Linked DNA regions of Capra hircus: region 1 is linked to region 2. A link is a contact called in public Hi-C data. All regions are on one chromosome and are shown on one strand. Each heading gives the region's core, a stretch centred on a gene start, on an enhancer-like site or on the middle of the called end of the contact. The rest is flanking DNA. Distances are from core to core; before and after follow the strand shown.

The links. Hi-C and Micro-C count contacts between places; a contact is called where the count stands out from the background.
Region 1: a Hi-C map of blood shows a contact between it and region 2, with 2.3 times the contacts expected there. The contact joins two enhancer-like sites. A contact is called at or near these places in 2 of 5 Hi-C or Micro-C datasets (both in blood).

What each region holds. Positions count from the first base shown.
Region 1 is chr17:66,919,604-66,923,452 of ARS1.2, forward strand. It overlaps RNF175 (RING finger protein 175), which reads right to left. Exons shown (of 9, transcript XM_018061623.1): 3 at 3,824-3,849. Among named protein-coding and RNA genes, the nearest start is that of RNF175, 15 kb to the right of the region's middle. Within about 2 kb of position 1,823, at least 1 of the 5 cell types and tissues checked has an H3K27ac peak or open chromatin away from gene starts, as enhancers often do.
Region 2 is chr17:66,808,898-66,812,989 of ARS1.2, forward strand. KIAA0922 (transmembrane protein 131-like) reads left to right here. Exons shown (of 35, transcript XM_018061620.1): 30 at 1,280-1,358; 31 at 2,219-2,298. Among named protein-coding and RNA genes, the nearest start is that of TRNAC-GCA, 7.1 kb to the right of the region's middle. Within about 2 kb of position 2,709, at least 1 of the 5 cell types and tissues checked has an H3K27ac peak or open chromatin away from gene starts, as enhancers often do.

The DNA.
Region 1 (3,849 bases), core at 573-3,072, 110 kb after region 2:
CAGGGACCGTAGCCTGTCAGGCTTCTCTGTCCAAGGGATTTTCGAAACAAGAATACTGGAGTGGGTTGCTGTGCCCTCCTCCAGGGAATCTTCCTGACCCAGGGATCCAATTTGCGTCTCTTATGTCTCCTGCATTGGCAGACGTATTCTTTACCCCTAGTGTCACCTAGGAAGCTCCTCTTATTTGCAGTGTTTACATTTTGCAGATAAGGAAAGCGTGATTCAGAGATGTTAAAGGAATATCAATAGCCTTGATGTAAGAGAAAACAACTAATGAGGTTGGATTTTTGTTTCCTCTCTGCAGCTAATGAGTTATGTGACCTTGACCAAGTTATTTAATTTCTCTGAACTATATTTCACAAAGGGAGTAAAAAAATTACTACCTCCCAGGGTAAGTTAGATAATGTACAAAAAGCACTTAATCACAACTGTAATAATATATAATAGTTACATATAAATTTATATATGGTATTTCATATATATTTTATAGTAATATAATAATTATTATGGAGTAACTATTATAGTATATTATTACACTATATCATAGTAATTATAGTTAATATGTTATATATAGTGATATATTATTAATGTATTGGTGAAGGTTACAGCATTAATTCATGAAGTTTCATCAAAAACTTCACTATATGGTCCCTTGTAAAAAGAGCCAGAAGCTTCCTGAACCTTATAAACATATTAAAAGCTCTAGTTCTGGTAGGTCCTGCATAATCTTAAATGCCAAAAGAAACAAGTTAAAAGTGCTGTGCTGCGCTTAGTCACTCAGCTATGTCTGACTCATCATGACCCCATGGACTGCAGACCGCCAGGCTCCTCTGTCCATGGGGATTCTCCAGGCAAGAATACTGGAGCGGATTGCCATGCCCTCCTCCAGGGAATCTTCCCAACTCAGGGATCGAACCCAGGTCTCCTGCATTGCAGGTAGATTCTTTACCATTTGCGCCACCAGGGAAGCCCAAGTTTAAAGTTAGGTTATATGTTAAAAACAAGTTGGGTTATTTTTGGATGACAAGGCTGTTTAGGTCAGCTTTTATGGAAACATGTCCATCAAATTTCATACCAAAGATGTTAACCTGAATGGTTTTTGGATACAGTTCATGCAAACCACAGTGAAAAAGCTGGCAACCAGTGCTGGAGTCAGCTACAGGTGCTCTGGGAACTATTTCCAGCCCCAATGTTTGCGGATGTCACCAAGGGCTCCTGAGATGGCCGAGTTCTGATGACGGCTCTGGCAGTGAGCCTCCAAGAAGGTACACAGAGCAAGGGGTAAAGCCAAAGCATCGGCATGGGAATGGTCAGCCTCACACGCCGGATCTTACCTGAGCCAAAGACTGTCATCAGAGACACACAGGGTCTCTCCACCTGTTCCTTTGGGGCCATGCAATAACCGTAGATGGACTATGATGGGCAAAGGAGTAGAGAAGATTCTGGAGGCCAGGTGCATCTTTGTGCTAACCCAGAAGAGTTCCTTTGGGAACCCAAATCTGTGCTTGACCACTGAAGGCATCCTTAGGCTCCCGGCTTTGTCACAATGGGCCACCCTAAGGGATGCAACGCTCACAGTCACCTGGTTACCTCCAAAGTATCCTCAGGACCACAGAGCGCATCTGAGTAGACATTGAGCAGTGCAGCTGTGTGGCAGGACACAGTACCAGCGCCTCGGGGAGAAGGGAGTGACTGCGGGAGCCCAGTTCTGGGGGGGAGAGCACAGTCAAAAGCAAGGTCCCTGGAGAGGCGTCCTGGGCAGTACAGCTTGTGCAGTGAGCATCGGGGAACACCTGGGAAGGCCACTCCCGCCGGCCAACAGCTGTAGCCAGCCGTCAGGCTCAGAACTGCCAGCAGCAGCAAGTCCTCCAAGGGGGCCCTGAGTGCTCATGGCCGGTGCAGCCAGTGCGTGAATCTCCACAGTGATGGAGGCAGCGGCAGCTTCAGCTTCCATATGAGCAACTCCGTCAGACACGAGGACAGGTCCTTTCTAGCATGAGGGACCTCAAAAATCACCAAATAAAAATGGCAGAGGAGTGGTGGGATACCGTTCAAGTCAGTTGGCTGATGTGGTGTTTCCTTTCAAAGGGGATTTCTTTCTAAGTAAATCCACATCTGTGTCTTTGTGAAAACAGAACTCATACAACCTCAGAGGTAATTATCAGTTATAAAGGAAGGATGGAACAGGGCTACAAACCCTTTCCTTAAGAATCCAGATTTCTCATGCGCAATATCATATATGAAATGAGCCGCCAGTCCAGGTTTGATGCATGATACTGGATGCTTGGGGCTGGTGCATCCCAGAAGGATGGTACGGGGAGGGAAGAGGGAGGGGGGTTCAGGATGGGGAACACGTGTATACCTGTGGTGGATACATGTTGATGTATGGCAAAACCAATACAATATTGTAAAGTAATTAACCTCCTATTAAAAATAAATGGATTTATATTAAAAAAAGATCCAGGTTTCTTTTTAAGGACTCTAGAAATTCTATGCTAGCTGTTTCCATTTTGAAGATAAGGACACCATATATTTAAGGGGCTTTTTCTTTGATATGAGAGAGAATAACTGATGAGGTTCAATCCTACTCTCCTTCATTGAAGAAAATTCGTCCAAGTGGAATACAGAGGGTGTTCATTCTAATTGACAAGACAGAGGTGACATGACAGCCCATGGGTGCATCTGCTTAAGAAACAAACGAAAATCTCCCAAGATTCCCCTTTCTAAATAAAATGGCCAAAATTAACTTAGATTTACATATTAGAGGAAACTTAGAGGAGTTCATTTCAGTCCCGTGCTATGTAGGAAAGAATTTTTACGATGGGTGGAAAGAAAATAAAATACTTGTCTAAGCCAGCACTTCATTTGTCACAGGCAAGTTTTCTGATACAATGACCAGTCTGAGACCCCGGGCCGTGGAGAGCGTGAACTGCGGGCCCTTCTCCTCTCCAGCACCTCCCCACCCAGCCCATTCTCAGGCCTGCATCGCTGGTTCTCAGAGTGCCATCCCTGGACCAGTAACGTCTGTACCACTTGGGAACTCGTTCCACGTGCAAGTTATTTGGCCTACATGGAGTGAAAAAACTCTGGGGGTGGGACCTGGGCATCTCATTTAACTCTGGGGGTGGGACCTGGGCGTCTCATTTAACGACTCCCCCAGCTGATTCTGCTGCACCCAGACTGTGAGCAGCTCTGCTCTCAGCATGGCAGCGCCTGTCTCAGGTCCAACAAGCCCAGGCCATGACTGAGGCCATGAGATGGGGAGGTTCCAGTGGGCGTGCTAGGTGGGAGGGGTCTGTGACAACAGGATCCTGCTCCATGTGGAAAAGGTCAGCTCAGGGTCTGCTTTACCACGCTCCCCCGTCCCCCCTGGGGACAGAAACCATCCATGCCAAGAGAGTTTAATGCTGATGAAGCCAAGTCAGACAGCCTCAGCCTTTCGTTTCTGCCGTTCCTAATCCTCCTGTCCTGGGCCATTGGCAGAAAATAGTTCATGCCCCAAAGGAAAGTAGGCTCACTTAAGCCTGGGTTTCTCAGCCTTGGCACCATTGGTGTTTCTGTCATGAGGAGCTATTCTTGCGTGTGGAGTGGCATCCCTGGCCTCTACCGCTACATGCCAGTAGCCGCTCCCCTCACCGCTTCCCTCCTGCTAAGGCGTGACAATCACAAATGTTTCCAGATGTTGCTCAGAGTCTCCCGGGGGCAAAACTGCACGGGGCTGAGAGCCACTGACTTAAACCAAACCATCTCCGTCAAAGCGGTAACAGAAGAGGGATGCGTGGGCAAGAGGAGCGGCTTCCAGCGGCCCCCGGGGGCGACTCACGTTGTAGGAGCGGCCGTGCCTCTGTC
Region 2 (4,092 bases), core at 1,459-3,958:
ATTTTTTTTTAAAGTAATATGTCATAGTCTGTTCCGCTTCCCCCTCCTTGACTCACTGTCCACTGTGTTTTATTTTACATTCTTATATCCATCAACAAAGTAGAGAATCGTCTTTAACGTGCATAAGGGGGACCATGCTTCAGGGAGCATGCTGCGTTGTGCCTTCTCACTCGGCGTGGTTTGCTCTAGCTGTGTCTGTGTGAAGATTTAATCCACTTCTTTCCACTGTTACAGTCAGCGTTGCACAGGTTGAGCTCTTACCAGAACCGGCGGGGAGACAGGGGTTCATCCTGGAGGCACTCACTGTGTGTGTGTGCGTGGTCACGGGTGGGGGCTGGCTCCCTGGCCCCGAAATGTCTGGCTTGGAGAGGTCACGTGGCTTGTTGGACTCCCAGAAATCCACGGCTTCCCCAGAGCCCAGCCCCTTGCCCAGCCTCCTGGTCGTCACAGTGACCTCTGCGTGCTCTCCTGCCAACAGTGACACCTAAACAGAAGCTCTTGTCTGGGGGACCAGGGCCCTGGTCCCATAAAAACCGACAGCCGCCCGCTTGTGATTTCCGCCTTTCTTCTCAGCCTTCTTCTCGTTTTTGGCTCCCCCTGCAGGCATCTTTTCAGACACTGCTTGCCTAGTGACCCCCATAAAATCTCAGTGCCACGCGCATGCAGCAGACATCTCTCTGCAGCTGTCCCTTGCCTGACACACAAGTCATCAGCAGTTCCCCAGCCCCTCCTGAGCAGGCACGACACCACCCGCGTGGGGAGCGCAGGCAGGCTTGGGTGCAGGGCGGATTGCAGCATTTTGTTTGGTGGTGGGCTTGGTGTTCTTGGCCATTGAAGGCAGTTTGGCTGTTGATGCCAATGGGGGTGTTTTTAAACTGGTGCTTAACATGAACAAGAACAGAAAAGCAGCTCTTGCCTGTGGGATGCAGCCAGCAGTAAGAGAGAGAGAAGAGTGAGTGACTGATGCCTTACTGTGACACAGGGCATTAGATGCAGTCTAGTTGTGTTTGGAAGTTGCATAATAAATATCAGAAAATTTCCCCAATGTAATAATCATGTAACGACCAAAAGCAGAAAGTGTTTTTAAAGTATGATCCCAATTTTGTATATATTTATACATTAAAGGTTTTTTAATTAAAAAATTACTGAATGTGTGAATAGTGAAAAACAAGTCCCTCAAGGAGGTTAATAATGTTAGCAATCTGCATCTTAAATGCAGAATAGATACAGTTAAATTATGCTTGTAAAAAGTTCTGATCGTCTTTTTATTTTTATGCAGGAGACAGTGTTTTACAAAATGACTTTTCTTCTGAAGCTCCCATCTCCTTGAATCTCTCTCGTAACATCTGCAATCCCACGTAAGTGTTTGGTATTCCAGCTTTTATAATATGTTTCAAGTACTGCTTTTTTGTTTTTTTCATTTTGTGTCTGTCTTCTTTGTTTTCAGTTCTGCAGGCTAAAAATAGGAAAACCTTTTAATGATATGAGAGAGTAGAATTAATTTTATTAATAATTCAAAGCATACAATCCTTCCAAGGTAACACATTCGTGCAGGAGCATCTCTGGTATCCCTGGTCCTTTCAGTGATACGGCTGTTAGAAGAATTCTCTGTCCTGAAAGGAGGAAGAACAGTAGTTATAATAAGAATGGGAGCCAGGTACTCTGCTGGGTCTTGAAATAAAACAGCATTGATGGGTCTTAGAAATGTGCAAGGACCTAGTAGAAGTCACATGTTTACAGCTTCACTGTGTGATGATTTCCACAGCGTCAGACAACATAAACAAGCCCATTTACTGAGCGGGGTGGGCGGGGTAGGGTATGTAAGGTGGATTGAGTTTCACAGTGAGGGGGCAGTTAGGTTTTAGGTGCCACAGGACAGGGGGATGTCACAGAAATGAAATTGGATGAGGAAGGCTCTACGTGAGCTCTTTCTGTTCGGGGTAGAGAATAAACACAGGGTAGAAGGTTGCTGCCAGCGGCAGTGGGGCCAACTGGAAACTGCGGACCATCTGAGTTACTTTAAACTTGCGCGGTTGCTGTTTATTAAAACACGACTTGGCTGGCTCTTAGGAACCTAATATTCTTCAGCCTTTTTTTGGGTGTATGCCTTCATGTCTACAGTATCTCTCTGTTTTGGTTGGGGAAGGATTTATGTCGAGCCCCAGTCAGAGTTGTTTGCAGACACTCAGCGGCTTCTCTTCACCTTGCTCTCCCCCAGTGACGTGAGCAGCCTCCCCACGCCTGCGGACGCTCCCTGCCCCAGCCTCCCCACTGGGCCTGCTGCTGCTGAAGATCAAGGTGAGGCCCGTGCCTCCTGCTCAGGTGTCCACGCCACCCTGCTGGCCGGGGAGCTTGAGGGCAGACGGAGCCGGCCTAGGGGTGAGGGCGGGACGAGGCCGCTGCCTCGGGCTCCTGAGCATTCCTGCCCTCTACCCTGGCGTTGCCGGGGCCCCTTCTGCTAGGACCCTGACCTCGTTCCTGGAGGGGCAAGGCGCAGGCGGCCTGTGGCCCCAGAGCGGGTGTGGGGGCCCCTCGATGGGGTCTGCCGCTGCCTGTAGGTCCCCTTCTCATCTGAGCGGGCGGAAAAGCAGGGAGCAGACCGAGGGTCCAGTGCCTCCGTTAGCCACGTCGACCACACCCACGTCTTTCCCTGCACGAGCTGAGGCCACGTGCTGAGCTCTGCGGCCCCTCTGAGCAGGGACAGCGGGGAAGGGTGGGGACAGTGGCCGGGGCGTGGACCTGGGGCTGGTGGGAAGGAAAGCCGCTCCGCCCAGGGTCTGTCCCAGAGGCCTCAACCCTCTTTCCTCCCCCCCCCCTCCTCCTCCCTCTCCCTCCTCCCCTCTCCTTCCCATCCCTTCTCGTGCCCTTGTCTCACGTCTCTTGTTTTCTCCTTGGGCCTCCGTCCTGCCTCGCCAGGTGCAGGCTACGTCTGCTGGTCACCCTCAGGGGCACCGTCTAGCTCTTGATTTTGTTCGTGTCCCTGGTGTAAGTTAAAGGCTGCCTGGCGCAGTGGAGTGTGTTAACTTTGAACGTAGGAGGGGGCTCCGTAAGGCTTTATGCTTACATTTTGGAGTGCTGTCCGATTATCACCAGAAATAAGTTATTTGTGAGTCCAATAAAAATAAGTGTTTTCTATGAAAAAAAAAACTTAAATTCAGTAATTCGCTGAGACAAGATTTGGAAAGGTTTAGGAGGTGCCCCTTTTTTCTTTGGGGTGATAGAGGGGAGAGAGGACTTAGCTCATGATGAGGAAAGAGAATCTGCATCAAAGCAGGCAGGCACCTCCCACTTTCTCCTGTGTGTCTCTGTCAGTTGGAGAATCTTTTCTCATCTGCTTGTCGTGTGTATGTTTCAAGTGTGTTGTTACCTCGTCTTTGTTAACAGTCTGCAGTTTACTTTTGCTGTTGCTCAGCCGTGTCCGACTCTTTGCAACCCCATGGACTGCAGCACGCCAGGCTTCCCTGTCCACCATCAGCTCGTGGAGCTTGCTCAAACGTGTGTCCCTTGCGTCGGTGATGCCACCCAACCATCTCATCCTCTGTCGTCCCCCTTCTCCTGCCTTCACTCTTTCCCAGCGTCAGGGTCATTTCCAGTGAGTCAGCTGTTTGCAGCAGGTGGCCAAAGTATTGGAGCTTGAGCTTCAGCATCAGTCCTTCCAGTGAATATTTAGGGTTGATTTCCTTTAGGATGGACTCAAGAGTCTTCTCCAGCACCACAGTCTGAAAGCATCAGTTCCTCAGCTCAGCCTTCTCTGTGGTCCACCTCTCACATTCGTACACAACTACTGGAAAAACCACAGCTTTGACTACACAGACCTTTGTCGGCAAAGTAACGTGTCTGCTTTTTAATATGCTGTCTAGGTTTGTCATAGCTTTTCTTCCAAGGAGCAAGCGTGTTTTAATTTCATGGCTGCAGTCATCATCTGCAGTGATTTTGGAGCCCAAGAACATAAAACCTGTCTCTGTTTCCATTTTTCCCCCATCTGTTTGCCATGAAGTGATGGGACCAGGTGCCATGATCTTAGTTTTTTGAATGTTGAATTAAGTTTGCTTATTTTTTGGTGACCTGTTAATCCCTACGTAGGCCCTTAAG